2 separate regions of the Oryctolagus cuniculus genome follow, and region 2 is linked to region 1. A link is a contact called in public Hi-C data. All regions are on one chromosome and are shown on one strand. The core of a region is the stretch at or near the end of the contact, and the rest is flanking DNA. Distances in the headings are between cores, read along the strand shown. Region 1 holds the start of PRDM1 (PR/SET domain 1). Region 2 has its middle 87 kb from the start of PREP.

Region 1 (4,838 bases), core at 589-3,088:
CGGAGCTGCACTTGGGGGCAGCCTGGAAGAGAAGGGGAAGGTCTTTAATCCCCATTGTCCCGCGTGGTGGCTGGCTCCCAGCTCCCTCGGAGCGGCTGTGACTAATGCAGCAGTCCGAGGGACTTTCAAAGCCGATGCAGCAAAGCGCTTGGTACAGCTGAGTGAGACCCAAACAGCCTTGAAGAAGCAAGGGGTTTAAATGCTTGTGTTAGTCAAAAAGGAAAAAAAAAAAAGTGGCAACTTCACGGGAGGGGGGGGGCGCGGGAGGGAGAAACAGAAATTACAGCAAGATCCACCTCTGAACACTGCCTGGCTTCACCTCTCACGGTAGAAAAATGTTGTGGGCGCTCGGTCCGGCGTCCCAGAGCGCCTGGGGTCATGGCCGCCAGACCCTCAGCGCTGTGGAAAAGCTGCCTCAGAAAAGGGTCACAAACAAGGAGAGGAAGAGGAAGGAGCTCTGTCTGCCTCTGAATGAAGCTAAAAATGGAAAGCGCGTGTGCTGCGGGAGCGGAACCCAGCCCGCCTTTTCCAAATGGGGAAGACTGAACTTTCCCACCGCGGCTCCCAAAGGCAAAACAACTTTCAAAACAACTGCCTTGCCCGGCGCGGCGCGCGCTCGCACGCTCGCTCAGCCCCCGCGCCGGGCGGCCGGCTCCCGGCTGCAGCCGCCAGCATCCCCGCGGCAGGCGAGCGCGGGCACCCCGGGCGAGGAGCGCGCGGAGGGAGCCGAGGGGCAGCGCGGTCCGCCGCCTCGCTGGGCGTTGCGGGCATCTCCCGCCAACTCCGGGACCGGGGGCGGGGGCGGTGGAGAAGGCAAACAGAGAATTCCCCGGAGAGGATTCCTTTCGGAGCCCTCAGCTGCAAATAGCCCTTTCCATCTAAATCCGAAAGTGTGCGAATTCCCAGAAGTCACTGATGCGCTACAGTTTACTGTAACTAAAGTTCTAACACACACAGCAGGCTCCCAGGACAAGTCCCGCTTCCCCTTGTACATGGAGCAGGATATTCCCGCAAACCTTCCCGCACGCTCAGAAAAAAAGTGCTTTCCTAAGGAGGGGAAAAAAAAGGCTTGGAACTGCGGCCACGCTTCCCCACCGTGGCCGTGGCTGGTCGAAGCTGGAAGCCGGGGCATCATTCCCACTTCGGACGTGTGCTTGTGAAAATGTCAACAGAGCGCTGGGGAAGCCTTCACGGCAGCTTGCACACTCTGCCACTTCTTCTCTCACTAGGATGCTCTTCTCTCGAAAAAAAAAAAAAAAAAAAAAAAAAGCAAAATTGTGTTTCCCTCGGTTACGGTTTAAATAAACCAGCTTAAAAAAAAAAAAAGGTAGTTCCAATACAGAGTCACGATGCCGAATAAAATGTTGAAACTGGAAACCTGAGGCCACCGCGGTGGAATTACTTTGACCAGAGTGGACAAGAACCAGGACTGAAATTGCAATAAATTGACAATTATGTCTAGAAATGAAAGGGTTAAAGATCCATAAAGAGGGGGAAAAGTCTTCTAAAAGTCTGACAGTCCTAAGTGCATGAAAGCACAGCATTTCTTGTTTCTACCCCGAGTACGTGATCAAAAACAAAACCAGAGGGGTTAAAAAGGCAAGAAAAAAGTTCCCAGATCAATTTCCAAACACAAATAAAAGCAACGTCCTTACCAAGGTCGTCCCCACAGGTTTTTCCAAGCAAATATCCAACATCGGAGAGGCGTCGGGCTCACGTCTCGCCAGCCCACATCGCGCCCGCGTCCCGGCGGGCGGGCTGAGCCGCACTGAGGCGCGCGCCGCGCCGGCCCCCTGCTCTCCCGCGGCCGCGCCGGCGCCCGCGCCCCGGCTCTCGGCGGACAGGTGCCGCGCGCTGCTCTCGCCGCTCCGCAGCACTGCAGGGCCGAGCGTCACGGCTGCACTTTGTGTGTGTGCGTGTGTGTGTGTGCGCGAACCAGCCCGGCGGCTCCTTTCCCCTCCCTGCTGTAAGATTTCGTTAGCCACTCGGCTGATTCACTGCTGCCAGCTGCCTGGAGTGGGGGCGTGGCCACTGGAGGCACCTGGACTCGCCGGAGCCGCGCCGGCCCAGGGCTTTCCCCGGCTCGCGAGCCGCGAGCTGCTTCCTCTCTTTGCGTGTGAATTTCAACATGACTTGGAATCTTCCGACTTCCCTTTGAAGGCCCAGCACCCCGGCGTTTACTTGGGCCGTATTGTATTCTAAAGATTGCAGAGCGCCCTCCTTCCTGGGGGGGGGGGGGGACGATAAAGGGTGTGTGTGTGTGTGTGTGTGTGTGTGCTCCCAGAGCGAAGGAAACCTCAAAAGTACCTGGCCAGCGTGTGGCTCAGCCCGAGCCCGCAGTCCGCAGACGGCGCGCATAACGCACTTGCAAAAGGCGACTGACACTGTCTGCGCCCGCGAATGGGGCCCCAACCCCCCAAACTTCTCGGAGGCCATCTCTCTCCTGTTAACTCAATACATCCACCTCTGGCACAACCAACTTTCCTCTTTCAATCAGTACAGTAAACAGGGACATGGGGAAAAGTTACGATCCTACAGATGAATCCCACCCCCCACCCCCACCCCCATTTTCCCTCTGCTCCTGGGACCCACAGGCTGACTTCCGAGCAGTGGGTCAGGGTGAGTAAAAGGGACGGGGGAGTCTTGGGGGATACTGAACTGGACACCGCGAGGGGAAAGCCATCCGAGGCAGTAATTAGTGGGCTCGCTCGGAGCCCTGGCCGCCTTTTCCTCCAGCCTCAGCCAGTCCCTCTGTTGAAGGAAGGACATCCTGTGATGATGCCATACAATGTCCTGTTTGTTTATTATTAAGAGCGTGGACCTTGCATTCCTGCTTCTCATTACAAAACAAACCAGATGCTCTACTTCCTTCAATGCTCTTGTGCCTTCAGCAAGGAATCTTCTAGTTCAGAGAAACAATGATGCAAAGAGACCATTTATAGCAAGCACCCCGTACAATTATTACTTAGATCACTGAAACACGAGCCTTCCACTTTTCCTGCTTGCCTCACTATACGTAGTTGTATCTGCTTTTTTCAATCATCTCTCTTTCAACCTTAGACTTCGCTGTCTTTGCTAGCATTTCAAATACACATGTGCATACACCCCCCCCCACACACACACACCCACAGACACACACCCAGTCCCAACCTGATGATACTAACTTACTCATACAATGAAGTGGACATTTGATTATTTGTTTATAGGAAGAAATGAAACAAAGCAAAACAGAAGTCCAACTCAACCATAAAAATGTTTGCCTTAAAAATCTATTTTCTCTCCTTCAGGAAAATTTCTAGACTTTTTTTTGGGGGGGGGTGTAGGGGAGAGGGGGGAAGAGTGGGAAGTAAAAGATTATTTGCCAGAAAATGGTGTCTGTGTCTTAAGTCCTTGCAGCCTCTCTGTAGCACACAACAGTCACATTCCCACTAGGGGACATAAGCAGCACACACTCGCCACTTGCTGCAGGTCCACCTGTTATTGCACGTTCTGCCAGAGGGGACGCTAGCACCAAGAGGAACCAGGACCTCGAGGGCGGATGTGCCAGGGGTATAAAACTGAATGAACGATTCCCCAGGGTTCTCAGAAAGCTCCAAGATGATAATTAAACAAGAGAAATCCAGCCTTCTCGAGAGGGTTTATTAACTGATGCTGAGTCAGCGCCACAATGGACAGAAAAACAATGCAGTCATACGGAAGGCTGGCCTGCTGTTCAAACAGTCTCCCTTGCAGATGTTAAAGAGTATTTCACTTCCCTTTTAGGATCAAACCGTGTTCTTAAGCCACATAGACCGTGCAAGTGTGGGTGAGTCAGCCATGTTGAAGGCAGGGCTCAGGCAGAAAGTCTGATATTTGAGGTGGGAAGAGGGCTATTTTTGGCCAAATAGTTGCTTTACTGCCTGGGAGATGCCAGTGAATCAACTCACTGTTAATTAATTTCAGCCTGCACTCACCTTCAGAGGTGGTGAAATGGGCTTGAGCCGAGAGAAGACGCGAACATCAAATACCAGTTTGGGGCTTAGCCAGGCAACCCTAAAATTAGTTCCAGGTGCTCCAGCTGAGCTGCACACGGCCACGGGTGGAACTGGAAGGAAAGTACGCGTTGAGACACAGAGTGTTAGGATGTAAAGCCCTTCCAATGTTGACTTCTTGTCTAGAAGTGAGAGGGAAAGGAAAGAACAAATAACACCCCCAGCCCAGTTTTGACCATGATGATAGCGGTCAGGAATAGACAATAATCTAATTCAAGATGAAAGACACAAAAAGAAAGAAGGGATAAAGGAGAGGAAGCAGCTTCACAACAGGAAAGCAATGCTCACCCTGTCCTACTGAGGTATTTACGGCCAAGCACCGAACTGTTAAGGGGGAAAGAAAAGGGCCTGATCCTCCGGCCTCCACTCAGCCCTTCTAGAAGGTTCCAGGGGGACCCATGCAGGGCGCTGACCAGAGCTGGGAGACAATGGCACTGGTGCAGTTGTGCAGAGAGGTCTTTAAGGCTGCCACTGTGTGGAATCTGAAGTCTCAAAATGTTTGTTTCTAAGTAATCACTTGGTGTGAACTTAGTCACTCTCTTCTTTCCCTGCCGGTTAGTGTGCCGTGAAGAAACCTCAGTGCCTTTTATTAATCAGCATTTCTCAGGCAGAGTGTCTCAGGGAGCATGCTCGCCCTAGCAGCAACTCACCAATGACCCAACAGCTCTGTTCTCAGAAATCCTCCTCTCCTCCAAGCAGCCCAACGACCGCATGCGAGTTCAGCGTTAGCTACCGGGTCGGTCCTTCGGGCTCCCAGGCCTCAGGGTGGGTTTCCCATCGCAAGGTAGGTGACCAGATGCCTGTATG
Region 2 (4,838 bases), core at 1,648-4,147, 620 kb after region 1:
TGGATATAGGGACAGTCCTCTCAGGTCAGCTGTCTATATCAGCCCTTCTCTTGAAATGATGCCCGTGTTCAGCAACGTGTGAATGATATGAGAAAATATATAAACCTGCAATTTCTGTGTCTACTGCATAAAATACAGCAATTTCCACCACCTGGTTCCATCTGTGCTCGTGTGAGTCAAGCAGATTTTAAATGTTCTACAAACACTGTTCTTCAAATCTGACTTTTTTCCCTCCCATCAAACCGAACGTGTTGGCTTCTCTGTAGATTTTTTTTCCCACCCTTAGGTGTGTCTCATGCCAGGACTCACTCTAGACCTCTTTCTGAACTTTAGGGAAGGCATCACGCGATGACAGAACATGCTCTTTGCCTGCGCTTACCCACTGATAGCTTTCTAAGTGCTTACTCTAGAAGACAGCCCCCAGCATAAACAGCCTCCTTCAAATCCTCAAGGCTCTGAACCTCGGTTTCCATCGCAATACTTATGCCTACAGTAATGTCTCTAAAACCAATAGCGAGAAAAAGAAAAAAAAATCCCTTGGATATGTCTAAATGTGCCAGTGTTCCAATAACTTTTCTTTTTGTACATTAGTCCTCTAGGTACGGCTTATTGTGTGTGTAGGTTGCAGTGAAATATATAGCCATTGGTTCAGTCTCACATTGGGAGGAAGTCACGGAAGAAAGTCTATTTTGGCCCGCTAAAAAGTAGGCACCATGTACTCATTTGAGTGAGTGCGTGAGTGCTATGACAGGTCATTTCAGAATAGCTAAATATTGCCTTGATTCATAACTGAGCTTTCTCAGTAAATGGTTCAGAAAAGGTTGTTGGTTACTCATCAGTCAGTGCAACAGCAGCAGAAGGGTGTTTCTTTCTGCAGGTGTTTATCTACAAGTGTATACAAGGATACTTGGGAACGTTCTCAGAAAGATGTATGTTATGAAAAAATTACGCATGACTTTCAGAGTCTTATGCACCAAAAGAAACTTATCTTTTAATTAATTGCATTTCCCACTAACCTTTTGTTTGAAAGACTCTCATCCTCATAAGTACCAATAAACATACATGCCTGCCTTGACCTGTCAAGGACAAAAGATGACCCACCAAGGACAAAATTGCAGCTGAGTTTCTTGATCCGAAATGACTTTATTTTCAGTTCTAGAATTGGGCAACACTTTGTCCCATAAACAAATAGAGCAAGAAGTCTGATGAGCTAAGCTGAGGAGGTTGGTTTTAAAGACAAAAGAAAGCAGAAACAAAAACAAAACAACAAGCTGGTCCAGTCCAAGTTGCTTTCCTTATAAGGCAGAGACAGAAAACAGCACAACAGAAAACTAGCTGGTTTGTATCAGGTTACTTTGGGTTACCCCTTTTGTGTCAGGATGTGAGACAAAGGGGACCTCACTATCACACATTCAAAATAGCCTGTTTTGGGGAAATTTGTTCTCTCTCAAATCCTGTTTTCCCAGATGGTCAAATAAACAGCTTAATTTCAGCCTGATGACCTAGAACTTCAGCATAAGTGACTCCATTTTGATTTTTCACCTGCTTTGTAGGGGTCTTGCACAGGAGCTCAGCCCCAAACAGTGGCCTTCTATCATTTTTATCAAACACCACCCTCAAAGTGAGAACACGTGTACATTTTATTTCCTGAAGTTTCCTCCACCAGTAGCATAAGTGCCGCAAACAGAAACTCATTCCTTTACCTTGAGATTTCTTGTGTTATGATACAAAAGATCCTGGTATAATGCTAATGTTTAGAGCCAGGCTCCAGTATAAGTGAAGGTATCTGACCCCCTGCCAAGAGCTGGGTTTGATTTCCAGGAAAGCAGAAAGAACAAATGACAGGGACTGCCCTGGGACCCCTGGGATGGGGAAAAGGGACTTCAAGGAGGCAGGATAGGGTTACTTCCAGACAATTTGCACAGTTATCCCCAGGGCCAGAATGGCAGACGTGTTTCAAAACAGAGATGACTTAACCAGTGAAATCAAAAGAGGCCTTGAGCCTCAGAAACAAGAGAGAAGGAAAAAGAAATAGAAATGTCAATAAACAAGCGACTTACACCTGTCTGTTCAAAACCTGTCCCCTCGCCTCAAAAGGCTCTGTGTTTCTCTGACTTGGTCTTGTTCAAGGGGCCCCCAACGCGATCTGGTTCTCTTTTGTACATTCAGATTGGCCATTGACCGTGGCCTGCGTTTCCCTTGGTAAGAAAAGGGACTAAGCTCCAGATTGCAAAACAATTATAAACAAATGAGCTTAAAGTCAATTTTCAAAACCAGCCTTTAGGACAATTACAGATGGGCTAGAAGGGTGAAAGTGAAACCCAGCAGGGCAGAAGAGCTAGCAGGGTGGAGTCGAACCCCTACAGTCTTGAGGCCTAGGAGCCTGGGAGCCCAACACTCGTATCCCATGCTTGGATTGGGCTGATGTCTCACCATCTGAACCACAGATCTCCTCTGTGGGGATGTGTGTGGAAGACGGGTGATGGCCATTTCTCCTTTTAGGGTGCAAAGACCTAGCAAGGTAACTTGGTGTATCACACGGAACCTCTCAGAATCCTCTCCAAGGGTCGATGAGAGACACAACAGCGGATCCCAGACGCATGGGTCAGGCAGACCACACTGTGTCCAGGAAACCCCCGGCCATGGTGGGCTCATTGTTGTCATTATGGCCCTTACTCTTCCGCCAACATCTTTCATTGCCTCTCTGTGTTTCTGTGAGACAAAGAACCCAGCTGAGACTTCAACAAAGAATGCAGGGAAAGGGGAGAGAATACCTTGGGCAAGAATAGCTTGGAAGGAGCCAAAAGTGGAAAAGGAAGTCTAATTCTGTCCTAGTCCGGGGGAAAAAAGTTTTTTGAGAAATGTAAACAAATCAGGAAATCCTGGCCCTTACTCCAGTTCCGATCTGGGGAGACGCACAGCTCCCTTCCCGAGGAGAGAGCTGCTGTTTGTGAATGAAATCCAGATAAAGGTACTCATTGAGCCCTGCCAGCCCTGCAGTTTCCAGCTTTCCTCTTGCCTATGGCGTAGCTTAGACCTTAAAATAATAATAATAAAAAAACATATGCAGGTTATTAACTCTCCATATTCAAATGGAAATCCAATGCTATCATAAATCTCTCTTTTCTAATGTAAATTCCTTTCTCCAGCATGAGGCTGCAGGAAAGCCATTGTATCGGAGTAATCTAAACTTGAAAGAGAATTTTTGTTAAACCAGTTATGATAGGGGAAACATGTTTTTCACTGAGTCGAAAGATTAAAGTTGGTTGTAAAAAGGGGTGGGGGACTGAGGGAGAATTATTGGTTGCTCAACTAATGATTAGATACAGAGCTTCAAGGACAAATTAAGAGGCACAAAAGAAAAGAGTTGTGCAGATAAGTGAAAACAGTTCCAATGATACTAAATAAAAGACGCTTGGTTTATCTCGGGTTGTAATCTCCATTCTCATATTCATCTCCACTAAGCAACCCCTTCCGTGCCATTAGCTAGCTACCCGCGAGTGGATTCCAAACCCAGTGCACAACACATCTGCAGACTGGAGTATCCGGAGCTGCCTTTCTGGCTGCCAGAACCATCCTCTCTGTCTTTTTGTCTGTCTGTCTGTCTGTCTGTCTCTCTCTCTCTCTAGTTTTGCTATGTCTAGACACTTCTTCTAATGAGGTTTAGCCACGAATATACACATGGGGTGAAAAAGAAAGAGCCTTTTTCAAAGTTGATTTTTTGAAAATATGTTGTGATCTCTTTGGTTTATTTCAATGAAAAGCTCCCCCAGTGCCACATCTCCCTCATCTCAAGTCAACTCCACTGGTTTTTATATCTCACCCTCCCTGGGCATTCTTCTCCCTTCCTCCTACCCCTCCTTCTCTTTCACACCACAAATCTATCCTATAGCCCCCAGGTCAAAAATTATTCTTTGGAGGGTAGTCTAAATCTAGGCATGGAAGCAAAAGGAATATATCTGTGGCTCGCAGAGCTGCAGGGAGCAAACAGAAAGAGCATCCTGAAGCTTGGTCCTAGCAGGAATTCACAGAGGAGTGACAGGTTTCTCCTGGAGGGAGGAGTGAGTGATGATGAGAAGACCTAGGGCCCAGGACATGCATCTTCTCCAGGGGCTGGGCCCCACCACCCTCGCTGCCTGTGTTTGCTTGGAATCCTCCACAGAGGATGGAGCAGGGTCAGCCATCAACTCTCAAGGCAAAGCCGTTCTCAACTGATTACTGGGAACACAGTATAAGGACAAAGAGGGAAATTTTCCTTCTGTGTAGATGCAAAACAGTAACTGTCCTCAGAAGCATCTGTGTAAGATAGAAACATCGAAATTGAAAATTAAAATATGGAGATGAGGACAGAGCTTGACTCCTCCAGGTATACCAAGAAGGGTTCAAATACACGTGCACTTGTAGGAGTGAGTATGAGAATCAATGGAGTAAAAATACCAGAACCAACCCCTCCTGCAGCTGATAGCACAGTCACGTCCCCACAGGACCAGGTCTCCCCCCACACCTGCCCCATCTCTTATTTAATGTTCAACATTCAAGGGAGAAGATATAAGTTCTTGATGGATTGTTCAAAGATTTATGACACCTATAGAAATGTTCATAAAATCTGAGGCTGTACAAGGCTTTTGGCATCTGACTTATTGTTATCAGAACCATAAAAATAATCCCCCTTTAGTGCCTGGCCAGTCTTTTCAGTGCACATAATATAATCCAGGGTAAAATAAAGTAGTCTCTCATAGTCTACCTAAAGGAGGCTCTGTTGTTGGGTGTGTGTGTGTTGAGGGGATTGTGGTATTGGATCAGGGAAGGGAGACAGAATAACAAATCAAACTGTGCAT

Evidence for each region. A called contact is a pair of places that touch in the nucleus more often than the background predicts.
Region 2: a Hi-C map of an unstated tissue shows a contact between it and region 1, with 7 times the contacts expected there. The contact joins the enhancer-like site here to the promoter of PRDM1 in region 1. A contact is called at or near these places in 3 of 6 Hi-C or Micro-C datasets (ear pinna, psoas muscle and an unstated tissue).

The regions. Positions count from the first base shown.
Region 1 is chr5:65,165,633-65,170,470 of mOryCun1.1, forward strand. It overlaps PRDM1 (PR/SET domain 1), which reads right to left and starts at 1,839. Exons shown (of 7, transcript XM_002714871.5): 1 at 1,656-1,839; 2 at 1-22. The coding sequence starts at 1,697.
Region 2 is chr5:65,783,259-65,788,096 of mOryCun1.1, forward strand. No RefSeq gene overlaps it. Among named protein-coding and RNA genes, the nearest start is that of PREP, 87 kb to the right of the region's middle. Within about 2 kb of position 2,898, at least 1 of the 8 cell types and tissues checked has an H3K27ac peak or open chromatin away from gene starts, as enhancers often do.